Regions from separate parts of the Gasterosteus aculeatus genome. Here region 2 is linked to region 1. Evidence: chromatin contacts called from public Hi-C data. All regions are on one chromosome and are shown on one strand. The core of a region is the stretch at or near the end of the contact, and the rest is flanking DNA. Distances in the headings are between cores, read along the strand shown.

Region 1 (6,523 bases), core at 2,725-5,224:
CGGTGTTCCAAATGGATTGAGGGCAGAAGAGACTTGTGTTTCCGAAAGGACACAAAAAAGAGCTGGCGTGAGAATTGAATGTGGTGTCTCAATTCTCCGCGTCACCCTCTTGAGGACTTTCATTTGAGGGTCAAAGCCCTTCTCGCCATTATCATCTCGCCGACTATGAGCCTGTAATCTAAGCTACCCGGTTCATTGACAAACTTAGATTCGATGTGACAAATCCAGGGCCCCGGATGACAAATAAGTCAGGAATTTGCTGTGATAAGTTTACGCGCGTTCTAAAGCAACCAGTGCTTCCTGTCCCTCAAGTTGAGAAGAAAGCATGAATGCGTGCACGCAGATCCATATGCAGACTGAAAACGCAGTTACGTAAACAAAGTGAAATGTAAAATGGCTCTGCATGCAGGCTGTCATAAAAATAGTGTGCATGAATGAATAACATTAAACGAGTGGGGCAGATAAGCTACCCCCCCTCATGTGCTCGCCTCAGATTCAAATTTAGCTTTGCGTAGGGAATTGATGAGACACAGAGCTCAAAGCCAAAGTCTTCAAAGACCCTGGTTACACAAGATGCAAGGCGTCAAACGCACTTTGTAGTTATCGGCTTGAACGAGTGGGTTGTAGCTGCGCTGGATGATACGGCAACAGATTTCTGGAAGCCCAAGAAAAGTTGATCAAATTCAAAAGTTACACCAGGGTTACATCGCATGTAGAGGAAAGCAGAAGCCACCTTTGGTTTGTCTTGTTTTCCCTTTTTCTTTTTTTTTTGCAGATCGCAGTTGTGGGAGTTGGTGTTGCTCTATCACGCTTCAAGATGAAGCATAGAGCCCAGCAGGTGTAGGTAAAAAAAAGAAGAAAAAGCAAAGGGAGCGCCAGGGGGGGGATTGAGAAGAGGATGACACGGGGGCATAAGGAGAGACATCAAGGACTGATAGTGCGAGTGAACAGTTTCATCACACTCAGAGGTGAAAAGTACGACGTATTGGAAAAAGAATAGCTCCGGAGAGCAGCAGTTAGCTTAGCATAGCAGAAAGACCTGAAACAGCCAGCCAGGCTCTGCCCCAAAGGAGCAACGTTAGCCTAGCAACACTCTCCGGATGTGGGAACAGCAACGCGTACAAAACGCCATTTCAACACTGTTCAACGTGTTTTAAGATTGCACACAGTTAATGTCAAGAGACATTTAGAGGCAAACGGGCCTAAAGCAGCACAATACTGAGTCTTGAAGTCTTTACGTTTGCTTTTTGGGGCGAATAAATGAAAATGACACAGCTGTAAAATCTGCAATAAAAGGTCGCCAGCTGAAGATTGGCTTTGCGTTCTGTAGGAACACACGTCTAGAGGTGCTGGAGGTGGATCTTGTTACCATCAAACAGTGTCTTCATGTTTTCCATCTCCATGTTAAGCAAGGCTAACTGTCTATGTGGAAACAAACTGAGATGAATCAGACTATTGTCTTGTCCTGCAGCCTCGCTCCTACTCACATGCCGTTTGAATCCCACCCCGCCCCGGGCCTGTTGTGAAACCACATTTCCCATTTCCACATGTATTAGCATTACATTCTTAATGGGAGTCTGCTGCAGCAAACTATTTATCTCGGTTGCACTCGGAGCACTAAGCGGAAGTGGAGGATTGCTTCATCCTTGCGGTGGCCTCACATTCCCCAGAGCACCGCGGCACGGTTGCTGTAGCTCATACAGCTCTTCCTATGCCCCCCCCCCCCACACACACACACCCCTCCAGCATCCAGCTTCCTGTGCAGCAGCATGGCCGCTCAACCGTTCACTTCCCTGCACTGAGCTCGGTCAAGCCCCAGCTCCCTGTACCCTGCAGCTCCAAATACATTATTTACACCCTCAACCCCCCCCCCCCCCCCCCCCTTTCAGCTCAGCTCAAAAGAATCAGGGCAGAGGGAAATAACACCGCTCAATTCTCCCTCCACCAGCATCACTCTGCGGGGTGGAAATACAGTGCGGGACCGGGGCTGCGACAATGGGGGGGGGGGGGCCCGGCCCTCCCATTAATCCCCTCTGACATGTCTCCCGAGGGCAGGGATTTGCTACAAGTCAATGCAGGAGACCTACGGTATGCAAAACAAGCCCGTCTGACTCGCTCTCTCTCTCTCGTGATTCTCAAAGCCACTGCACTGCCTGTGAGACAGGAAGGCAGATCAGAGAGAGAGGGTGTGTGTGTGTGTGTGTGTGGGGGGGGGGGGGGGGGGGGGGGGGTAACTGTGCACACAGTCTGCTTATTTAACCCTTTCTTCGCCCTCGTGTTCAGGGTGCGTGTCACTTCCCTCTTCTGGTTTCACTCCTCGCCCAGATTGCAGAGATAACGCTGATGACAGACGACAGGATGAGAACTGAGATATTCTCTTCTTCTCCCGCTCAGCCATGCTGCTGCTATCCGCCCTCTTTGTCTCCCTTCGAGACCAATTCCGCTCCGAGAGAAAGGCTGGTGGGCCAGACGGGAAGAAAAAAACGATATGTGTATATATATATATATATATATATATATATATATATATATATATATATATATATATATATAGCCAACGTTAACAGGTATTTACAGGTCAGGTGACGCACTGACTGTTCTCGGGCAGAGTAGTGCTGTTGAATTTGCGTCTTATCGGGGATCTACTGATGAGGAGATAGGTGGAGGCTGGGTGGGGAGGACATTAGAGAGTCTAATGGGGAGGAGGGCGGGAAGGAGGGGGGGGGTCGTCTTTCCACACACTCACCGGGAATGTAAACAACAGAGCTGAATAGGCAGCCTGGCTTTTACACATGGAGGAAGGGCACCGGAGTTACTGCGGGGAGGGCGGCTGAGAAACAGAAAAGAAAGACATTGCCCCACAGAGGAAGAGAAATCCGCCAGCGATTGACGCCTGCTTGGGATTCACGTGATCGGCTCCACCGTTAACCCCCTCTTCCCCCCCTTTTTTTTCCACCAGTCCTTTGAGATGGAAAAATGGGTCATTTGTGTGGAAGTTAATACTCTGAGCACGTACAGTGCTGCTTTATTTTAAGGACGTGCCTTGGAAATGTTTCTTCTTCATTCCCTGGCTGGTGACACACTCGCACACACACACACGGAAAGGTAATTAATACTCTGCTGCACAAGCGGCAGTGCAGAACAGAATGCAGTGTTTATTATAGCTGCTGGCCCAGGACCGACACGTCTCGTGTTTCTTCTCCCCCGGCCTGCCCTCCTCTACCATGACAGTACAGTAGGCCGCAGCCATGACGTCAGCAGCATCGACCGGGCCTGGAGGGAAAACAGGTTCCAAGAAAAACACGGAAGCATCCGAGGACATATTGGGGAGGGGGCAAGCAGTCAGTGGTCGGCCCGCTACGGACAGCAAATACCTGCTGTTACTGCGCGTTCCACAAGCAGAGCTCCGTTGAGATGCCATGGCAACCGCATGCTACGCTAGTTATTTCTGGCCGACCTTAAAACTCCCAAAACACAGCTGCTCCTACATGACCAGACATCTCCATCGGACAGATACACCAAATCTCTGTGCGTAAGGCTCTCGGTATTCGGAGCAGTAATCAAGCTCTGACATTCAAGCCCACAGAATGGAAGAACGCCGCGAAAGGTAATTACTGCTGTGGATCATTTGTTGACAGGATTTCCAGTAATGAGTTGTGGAGCTCGTGTGATTAGAAAATTCCCAATACAGCGTTTGACATACGATCGGAATCCATGCAAAGACAAATTAGAATGGCAGTCAGAGCGCTTTGGTTCGCTCCCCTGTGCCGTATCCTGGGATTTTAATGTTGCCTGCAATAACAGGTTATTTCCTGCAATGATTGAACAGGCCCCGTCTGTCATCGTGAGCACATTAGGAAAAAGGATTACAAAACTGTTCAAAAAAATAAATAATCACCCCTCCCGAGCACATGGTCTCTGTGCTGCAGGCAGCCATTGTTATTGCTGTCAACTGGAAGCGTTTTTGCTCTCGGCTCTCTCTCCATTCAACGGTAAACCATGAGGGGTCTGCAGACACACAGGCTGGAGCAACACTTCCCCCTACTGCACAAAAAGGAGTTTCTTTATTTTAGATATTTTTCATCCCCCGTCGGCCTCGTCGGATGTGAAGAGCTGACTCATAATCCATTAGAGCAGACTCAAATAGAGCAGGGCTGCAGTAAATAATGGCATCAAATTAAAACACCTCATTGACTGCATTTAAAAAAAAGTTCCACTTAAGATTGTGGAAGACTTTGCTTTAGACTTTTTTGTGCTGTGTCATGCTGAATTACGCAATATCAAGGCTTTATGTCAGACAGGCTTGATGTCTCTTACAGTCTGCAGGGGACGGAGGTCGTGTCCAGCAGCAGTGTTTGTTTGCAGGAGGAGGCGTGCTTCTGCTTCTGCTTCTGCTTCTGCGTCGTTGCGTCGACGCACTCGTTTCAATTCATGGCTCTAAAAGTCTTGCGTGTGTTGCAGAGCAATTCGACTCCAGAACAACAGGCGGAGTAACGTGTTTTGTTGAAGACGACCTAGAGAGTCACGTCTTTGTGTGTGGAAGTTGTTGGTTTGTTTATTTATTTATCATAGACTTTATTGCCTCGTGCGTCGCCGCTGCTGCTTTTCATCGCGGACACATTTGTCCCGTATTTTCCTCCACAACTTTGTTCACCTCTCGACCGGCAAACCGACATTTGCGGAGATCTCCCTCCGTGAATCAGAGGCCTCATAGTCCGCCAATGACTGCTTGTAGAAGCGGTCATATTTACGCATCTCTTCCGACTAAAGCTCTTCAATCTGATCCGTTCTCTCGTAAACATTCTTCGCTTTAATAATGGCGGTATCGGGCTATGAAAAGGGAAATGTGAGACTCCGTAAAGGATGTAGTTAGCAGACCTATCGCAGCCCGGCTTGCGTAGCTTTTGACGCTAGACGTCTAGAAAATGGGTCGACGCACGCAAGGAGGTGTGAAAAGGCACGCAAGGGACACGCAAGGGGCTCTTGCGTCTGCGTGTCCTTGCGTCTCTCTGAAAACTCAGAAGCATTAAATACCCTAACGAATTATTTTAACCAATTGCTTTGTTGAAAAGTGTGATTAGTCTGAGGTTGTATGTAGCCGGGTGAAGTGGGGGCAGGGGGGTTTTCGTGCTGCTAGATGGTCCGCACACAGGGTGAGCGCGTACTGTCACTTTACATCGCCATGAGTTCACGTGGGATTTGGAGCTGCAGAACGGGACCTGGCGGCTACCGAGGACGACACAGTGTTAGCGGTTAGCATCGGAACAGCGCTGGGGAAACACCTGTTCAGCGGGTCAGCGTAAGTGTTCTCGCATTAATAAACCTGACTCGCCATGTACATCGTGATTTGAACTGTTAACGGAGTGTATGTTCTCGGGTTTTGCGGCTCTGCTTCGTTTAGAGCAGAGTGACGAGCTGCCGGGGGTCGAGGTCGCATGTGCACGGAGCCGCGAGCGCAGGCGCTCCAGTGACTTTATTGTTTCCGGGGCTTTTGGAGGAACGACAGTGATGTGAGTGTTGAACAGCACGAGACCGATGTGCATGTTCTTTGTCTCTGTTTAACAGGAGGGCGTCACTACTGTTTTTTTTATGTAGCCTAACTGTTAACTTTATGTAATTGTGAGCTCTATTCCATGTCATACTGTTACTAGTTAGTAAAGAAAAACAATTGTTTATTTGTTGTACACTGTCCCAAGTGTCTCCTTAATTTGACACATTAAGGCTGTGTTCCAGGAGTGCAGTCGGGGGAAATAAAGATTCCACATTAAAGAGAAATGCATTTATCTTCGTGTCCTGTCATCATTTTAATCAGGCTACATGTACACTTTCACTAAACATATTATGTGTTCATTGCTGGATTACATGTTGCTCTCATAGGCAATTATTTGGAGCATGGTAAAAGTATTTCCACGTGAGTCTTTAAATGCATGCGTGGGGTGGGCTACTAAAGACTGAAAAGACCCCGAAACGAGCGCTCCCGAGGACACCTTCACATGTTGAGCACACCTCACCAAACCCACTTTTGTGCGTCAACACAAAATCGTCCGCCAGCTCAGCCGCTCTAAGTGCAGTGGTTGCGTTCTGTTCACTTACATACGTCCAGTGCTGTAGTGGTAAAATTAGAGGTAGGTAAACTCTGAATTTTGTGATCATACAGACCTCGACGCGATGTGAAGCAACGCAACACAAAGCGTCGCGACTCTGTAAGGCTTTCTAATCTACGCGTCACCAGGCGTTTTTCTTGTCCTTTTACCGTGCACGACCAGCAAACACAGAGCGCGCGACCACTACCCCCCCGTCGGTCGTTCCGCCCGCAACGACTACTACCCCCCCCGCCGGACCTTCTCGACCGGTACGCGAAATATTGTCTGACATGAAACCGGTCCGTGAGGTAAGAAAGGTTGGGGACCACTGGGCTGATCCACAACGTGTGTTTACACACCTCCTGGATCCTGATTGGTGCCGCTGCTGCAGCCGCAAGGCACTGATTGGATGCTCACAGACCGTAATACAGCGCAGATGA
Region 2 (7,243 bases), core at 1,186-3,685, 53 kb before region 1:
CACCCCCTTTCCCGCTCCTCCCCTCCCTGTACTTCTGAGAGCTATCTGCCCACCTGCCTCCGTGGTACGCAGACACACCCTGCCCACCGCTCCTCCTTGATAGCCCGCAGCCACAGCAGAGCTGGTCTGCACAGGAGCACAGACGGCGCTGCAGCATGCCCGGCCGCCACGCCAGAGGAGGGAGGGATTTACATTGCTTTCGGGCCTTTGTTTAGCCGCCACCGCTTAAAAACTCCCCGCCAGGTCGTGTTTGCTCTTTTTTCCCCCACCTGTCGTCACGTTGCTCTCTTTCATCTGTACGGGTTCATCACAGAGATCCCCCCTCCCCCTGCTCGAGGCAGTGAAGACAATTATCTTAGTGGTGAGAGGGAAAGGTGTGCAATGGTGAGCAGAAGAGGGACCCAGGTGAAGAGCGGGCGCGGCTTTCCGCTGAAGGCCAGCCCTGTGTTTATTGTTGGGGTCATTGTTATAGTTATGATAATGTGCATTTATCTGGATATGATGATGATTTTGCCTTGGTGACTGATGTAAAATTATGCTGTAACGTGTCAAGCAGGAAAATAATAAATGTCTCTGACAATTTGCCATTTTCTTCTCTGTGTATTTTTTCATCCTGAGTGCATTTCATGGAATCAATTGAAAAGCATGCATGCACATTTGTCAAGCCACTGTATTGGTGCTTTAACATTTAATATTGAATCTATTGCCTCTCAAAAGGTTTTAGAAAGTGCTACGACTAAGCCGGATAGAAGCTTACACTTCTAACTACGACAACAGTGCCCCCCAAAAAAGGAAAAAGACAATATTTAGTGTCAATGGAGTAATTCATATTTTAATGTTTCATGCAAAAGGAGCACTGGAGAAAATAAAGATCTTCAAAGCAAAAAATGAGATATTACATACTGTGAGACGTTTTTTTCAATGGATTTGGATAAAATGGTGACACAGTGTTGCACTAAATGAAAAAGCTAGAAACTCAGGTATGAACAGCTCTTGACATCTAATGTAATCATTTAAATCCAATAAAGGCTAAGGGAAATACATGTGCAAATTCAATAACGTGCCTCCGCTTGGTAGCCCATTTAGTTTTTTTTCGGATAGAAAACTCCCCTAATACTAAATGGCACAGTTGGTTTAGTGCGTGATGCAACTGACGGCAACCAGAAATAACACGGCAGTGTGCAGTAATGATGTGTTTTTAGTTTCAGTTTATAGGCTTTATTTGTTTTTCCTCCATCTAGATGAGAGCAATGCTGCTTCAGCACAGCATCAACAGCCCACAGGGGCTCATTCTCAAACATAGTCCTCCTCCACACGCTGATCTCACCGCAGGGCTTTGGCTTTCCATCCCAGCAGCCCTGTGGCCCGCATGACAACCGGGGGCCTGTTTTTGCCTGCAACACAGCGCCGCCGCCCTGAGCTAACTCTGACTCTTGACAGTCAAAACATATTACTGGCCCAGGTGACCGAAGCTAAGCTATACAAACACTCCCGGGGGGGGTAGGATGCTTTTAAGCAAACGCGATGTCACAGGGGTAGATTTTAATATACAAGCCAAGCAGACGGCACATATTTGCTTGGTTGAATAATAGTTTTCCAAAAGAGGAATTGTAAACAAAAGAGCTGAGAGTGAGAGCAGCACAAACCAGCCGTTTGGATTTCAAAGCCACGCCGGGTCACATTTACAGGAAGTCTGAATCAGATAGACATCTTTGCAAGGTTATAAAAAATACTCTGGGAAACGAAGCTACGGCCCGTTGCACAAGAGCCTTATCCAGCCGCGGGAAGATGGAGTTATTCCAGTTTCATTGTCGGCGCTGGGGCTTGAGTCATCGTGGAAGTCTTCTGGTGCAATATTTACCCGCATAAGTCACACAGAGACAGAAAGGGAGGCAGATTTGGGCAATTCACCGCCGTGTCCTTACATCTCCTTCGACAAAGTCTGTCGTCTGTCGTGTCGTGCTTGTGTTCCCATACCGGCATCCATATCAATTACTTAACGGGCAGCATCCTCTTCAAGGTGCTCGAAAATGAGGTTTCAACGTCAGCTGAGAGACATGAATGACGGAGCTTTCCCCTGCAGGCTGTTCAGCAAACCCGTCGGCACGCGCTGACTGAAACCGAAACCCTCCCATCGCAATAACACTGAAATCCAGGCTTACGCAAGCAACATATTCCTCTTGCATCAGCAAATGAACTTCATTCCACACAACAGTTCAGCTGTCAGCAACTATGTGGAGTGTTTATGAGGAAATAAAGGAGGGGAAGTGGAACCTCTCTGTGCCTCTTTGTTGGTTGAGCACATGGGCGATTTTGGATTCCTGAAAACTGGGAGAGAAAACATGGCGTCACCCTCGCCGCGAGTCGGAGACGCTGAGCGTGCCCTGAATGAACTTCCTGTTTCAGTCTGCCACAGATATAGGGTTTCTCCAGCCGCGGCACACACAGGAAGTTAGTCACACTTATTCAACAGTCGTCTGCAGACTGCTGCCTGCTGGCCCAGAGTGACAGGCCGTGGAGGGGGCAAATTAGCTTCTGAAACTTTAATCTCCTGCAACTCAATTATTTAATATCTGGGCCAGCCACTTCAAAGGAATACCTCTCAGCTCCTTCCTCCCTGGCTGCCTAGGTGGGAGAATTTCATTCCCTTCTCCTAAAGGACTCACCCGTTCCATATCTCTGCCCCGCGGTTCGGATGACGCTCGGCTCAAATCTTACAGTGCTCCCTGAAATCAGCAATATGCTGCGCTAATAAACCACAGTGCTTTCAAGAGCTGCGGTAGCTGGAGGTGAAGTTGAAATACAAAACTTTCATTTTACTATGTATTCACACATCCTCATTTTGGATTCCCCAGCCAATTGTAAAACAATCATGTGCAGCTGTGGAGAGTAATCTCTCCAGACTCAAAGAGGCAAGAAGAGGAAGCAATTACTGTGATTCGGAAAGGAGCGCAAATGCAAAACCCTAATGGAAATATGCATAACAAGCTTATGTAATAACTAGGAGATGCATTTTAATGCAAGCCACAGTGAGAAATCCATTAGACAGCCGTATTTGGGAGGCTAGGTCACGTTTCCTGTATAATAAATGTCCCCTAAATGTGAATGACGTCCTTGTTTATGAAAAGATTCATGACCGGGATGAGGTCACCCAAATGAATAGGCAGCAACAGTAAAGAACAGAAATAACCTTGAGACGAGGATCATACATTATTTTGGAATTGGCCCTGATTTTTCATCTCACCCAGTCACATTACACATTTCGCGACCTGCATAACTATTGGCTCTGTGGAAAAGTGGATCAGAGAAGAGGAAAGTTAATCCCGAAGACCTTCCCAGTCGGAGACGAAGAAGAGGGGGGGGGGCTGCAGGCAAATGCGAAGAGGCATGGGGGCTTTGTGTCTCTGGGGATTTGCATGCACTCACACACATGCACACATCTGCTGTGGCGACACGCACACGCACACCCATACGCCCGCGAAAATACACACAGCATTAAAGATGACACACAGTCTTACGAAACACCTCCTGGTACATCAACGAGACTTAATCCCATTTAGTAAATATAGAATATATCTCAGAAGCCACACAGACGATGTCCTAAGATGCCCTGTAGCAAACACAGCTGGTGCAGAACAATTATTAACGCTACAATTACTGGGGCTGTTTTATTGTCAGCAGACAACAGGAGTTGAGACAAAATAATACTATGACTTTATTTTTCTAAAAGCTGAGCAAAACGCTGAGGAGTGGCTTGTCACTGAAATTAAAATGGCTCTTCCACCTTAAAAGGTCATCCCACTTAAAGTGAGCCTGAGACAATATAGGAAACATCCTTTACTGTAATCAGCAGGTGGCCGGGAGGACACGACAACTTTGAGAAATTGCGACATAAATTCCCCGATAAATAAACTGTACACAATGCACTACTACATTCAAAGCTATAACATTACTGCTAAATTCATATTGACATCCATGTAAAAGTCCACCGGCCCAGCAGGCTGACAATGCACTGTGTGTTTGGTTATTCAACCACACCTGCATGCAAGGCACTAATCTTATCAAATATTAATGATCTCTTAACAATGGACTGCCATTGGTCAGAAAAACAAAATATCTTATATCTTCCTTCCGAACGGTTATTGCTCTGTACATTTTCAAAATTAAACCTTTTTTGGAAAATATTTTGGAAGATTGAACCGTTGGTCTTCCTATTTAACATTTTAATTTTAATATATAGTCTAGTCTCTTCGTCACCCAATGACAATAACAATAACAAGCAAGGTTGCCGGCATCATATCATATAAAATCTGGCACCATCCGTCTGGAACAGATGGCTTACCAGGCAGACTATATGAAACATACCTAATGAGCCAGAGCATGCATGATCTCATGCTAGCCTACTTCCATTCTTAATCCCCCTATATCATGCACGTGTGTGCGGGAGGGGGGGTTAAGCGCGCCGTCTCGCCAGTATACAAATGCAGATGTGTGCTGGTGTGGGACGCGGGATATTCTCTGTTCTCTTAAAAGCTTTTTCTAAGTGCAATGACTCCATCAGGGGAACAATGGGTATTCTGGGCCCGGCAATGTGACAAAGGTTCACACTGACACGCTTTCCTAAATTAGACCGTTCATCCACAGGAGGGAAGTGAGCCCTGCTTCTATTCTTCTCCTTTAACGAAGGTCATTGAGTAGACGGGGAAGGCCAAGCAGACATATGACTTGACACGGCCACTAAAGTAGGTTAAGGGTGCTCCGCTTCACCTAAAAAATGCAAAGGAACTCGTGCATCAATGACTATGGCACGATTCCTTTTATTGTGAGGACATCAATCTCTGAGGGGTTTGGATATATCAGGGTTCATTGTTGAGGAGGGATATATTGTCATAGTCATACGCTGACAATTACACTGACAGTTTAGTCATTTAGTTGATGGTTCTATTCACCAATGATCCAATAATTCCAAGATCACCAACAACGCCGGCAAAGTGTGCATAGCCATCCATCTCTGACAGCATGAGAAAGGAACCCTCCCACCTCCACTTCACCTTTTCACCTCCACGCACACACACACACACACACACACACACACACAGACCTTCAGCATGTGAAGACTTAAGCCGATGTCATTACGAGATAACCTCCATTACGTAAAACCCAGTCTCTGTCTTTTTTACAATGCATGTTTTCCCCTTCACATAAACTGAGGCTGCTCATGAAGACTCAGAGCTGCAGATGTGAACAGCGAGCCCGTTAAAAATGGAGCAAAATCCGCTGCTTCCAGGAAACCAGCTGTTGGCCTGGGGACAAGGGAGGAGGTGATATTCTATATCAGGGATGTGAATCACGGTTCTATACTGTGTGTTTTTCCTCTGGTGGTGTGGCTGGCCGGCTGAGCGGCTGGCCGGCTGCACGAGGAGGAATGTGTTGTGGAGCCTGGCTGGGAGGCTGGGACATGGGGCTCGCTGGGTTATTACGTGGCCCCAGGGGTGCTTATTTAAACCAAAATCTTGTCTGGACTATTGCTCTCAAACACTGTTATTGTACTGCAGCTGCATAATACATAAAGGCACAGATTTGGAATCGGGGAGGAGGACGGAGAGAGGGAGTCCGAAATGGAAAGAGAGATTTATCATGAGAGGGGGGGGGCGAAGCGGAAAGAGAGAAGGGAAAGAGGAGGTCTGGATAATGTCAGCCCTCCTTCCCATGAAACAGCACAAACAACAAATGAAGGAGTCCAGTGGAGCAGAAGAGGGGACAGCACAGGGACAAGCCACAATTAGGCACTGGATGACAAACTATCTCGTGTAAAATAGGGTCTAAAAGTGGAACTAGAACAAACAAACAATGTGAAGTATCTGCGAACTTTAAGCGCAGAACGTCGGGAGACGAAGGCAAACACCGCAGGGTTGACAGGGCTTGCATGTTTAGGCGTGACCCACATTTTGAATAGCATCCGCCTTGAAAAGATTTATCATTCTGATGCAGTGCAGCTCGGCAATCACTGTAACGGGAGGAGATGGATTGGATTAGGGATGGAGAGTCCCAAGTCACGCAAGAGCGGGAGCTGCGAGCAGCAGCGGGGATCGAGCGTGTGGAAAAGTGAGAGGAAAACTCAAAAAAGGAGTCTGGCCCCCGTGTTGCGGAATGGCGGAAATCCCATTCCGACGGTGCGGCCGCTTTAGCCTGTGTTCAGACAGCTCTTAGGTAAGGAATGTGTGGCCTACATTCCCTCTCTAAGCCCCCTCCTCTGCTTCGCCGACACTCACTGTCAACACGCCACCGCTTAAGAGGCTGCATACCAAATACAACAAAGGACGGAAACATGCGACGCACACAGTGCTGATTAACTGGCATCTTCTGAGGGGAGGGGGGGGGCGCAGTATATGAAAAATATAGCCAAGAGGCCGTGTTTGCTGCAGGTTTGAAAGCACCGCTATGCAGTCATTTCAGTCTGACACTGGAGGCAGGAAGGGGTTAAGTCTACTGCAGAGAGAGGAAGGGGAGAGGAGTGGTATGGGGGAGACGGGGGCTGAAGTGGTGGGGGTGGGAAACAGTGTGTGTGTGTGTGTGAAGGGGGGGGGGGGGGGTCTGCGCTGCATTCAGATGAAATTAAATGAAGGCTAAAGTGCTGACTCATTGCGTCCGGGCCCTTTATTACCTGCTCCGTCACCCAGGCTTTATGGGGTGGGAGGAAGGCTGGGCAGGGTGGGTGGAGGGGTGGGGGAGGGAGAGGGGGGGGCGGTGTACAGCGGCAGGCTGTTATTTACAGGAACCCTTTTGGACGCAATAACACTGCAGTCAACCAGGCAGCCCCGAGGCTCACCTGCACTCTACAAAAGTACTCTTTAGGACCAACACCCCCCCCCCACCCACCACTCTCATTTTTAGCCAAACCGGAGTAAGCCGGCTTTTGCTGCTAATGAGACATCAAGGGGAGGTGGGGAATCTGGTCGGGCTTTGTACAAGCCGGTCCGGTTGGCCGGTTTGTCGCGGTGCTTGTGTGCGTTAAGTAGAGCATTCGCTTGCTTTGCTGCACTGCCTCGTGCTGGAGTAGTATTGTGGTTTGCACCATAAACAATGTGAAAGACGAGGTGTCGAAACAGCATTAATCTACCACCAAAAAAAAACACATTTTTGTTCAAATTTGAAGTTGAGGTCCAAAGCGCGTGCGTCAGCGCCAGATGTGTAAGCGTGGCGGCGCCGCCATTCGCATGGCACCTAGCGCAAGGTGTGAAAA

The links. A called contact is a pair of places that touch in the nucleus more often than the background predicts.
Region 2: a Hi-C map of whole body shows a contact between it and region 1, with 2.6 times the contacts expected there. The contact joins two enhancer-like sites. A contact is called at or near these places in 2 of 6 Hi-C or Micro-C datasets (skeletal muscle and whole body).

What each region holds. Positions count from the first base shown.
Region 1 is chr6:7,560,227-7,566,749 of fGasAcu3.hap1.1, reverse strand. No RefSeq gene overlaps it. Among protein-coding and RNA genes, the nearest start is that of LOC120821148, 8.6 kb to the right of the region's middle. Within about 2 kb of position 3,974, at least 9 of the 9 cell types and tissues checked have open chromatin away from gene starts, as enhancers often do.
Region 2 is chr6:7,610,878-7,618,120 of fGasAcu3.hap1.1, reverse strand. No RefSeq gene overlaps it. Among protein-coding and RNA genes, the nearest start is that of irf2bp2a, 31 kb to the right of the region's middle. Within about 2 kb of position 2,435, at least 4 of the 9 cell types and tissues checked have open chromatin away from gene starts, as enhancers often do.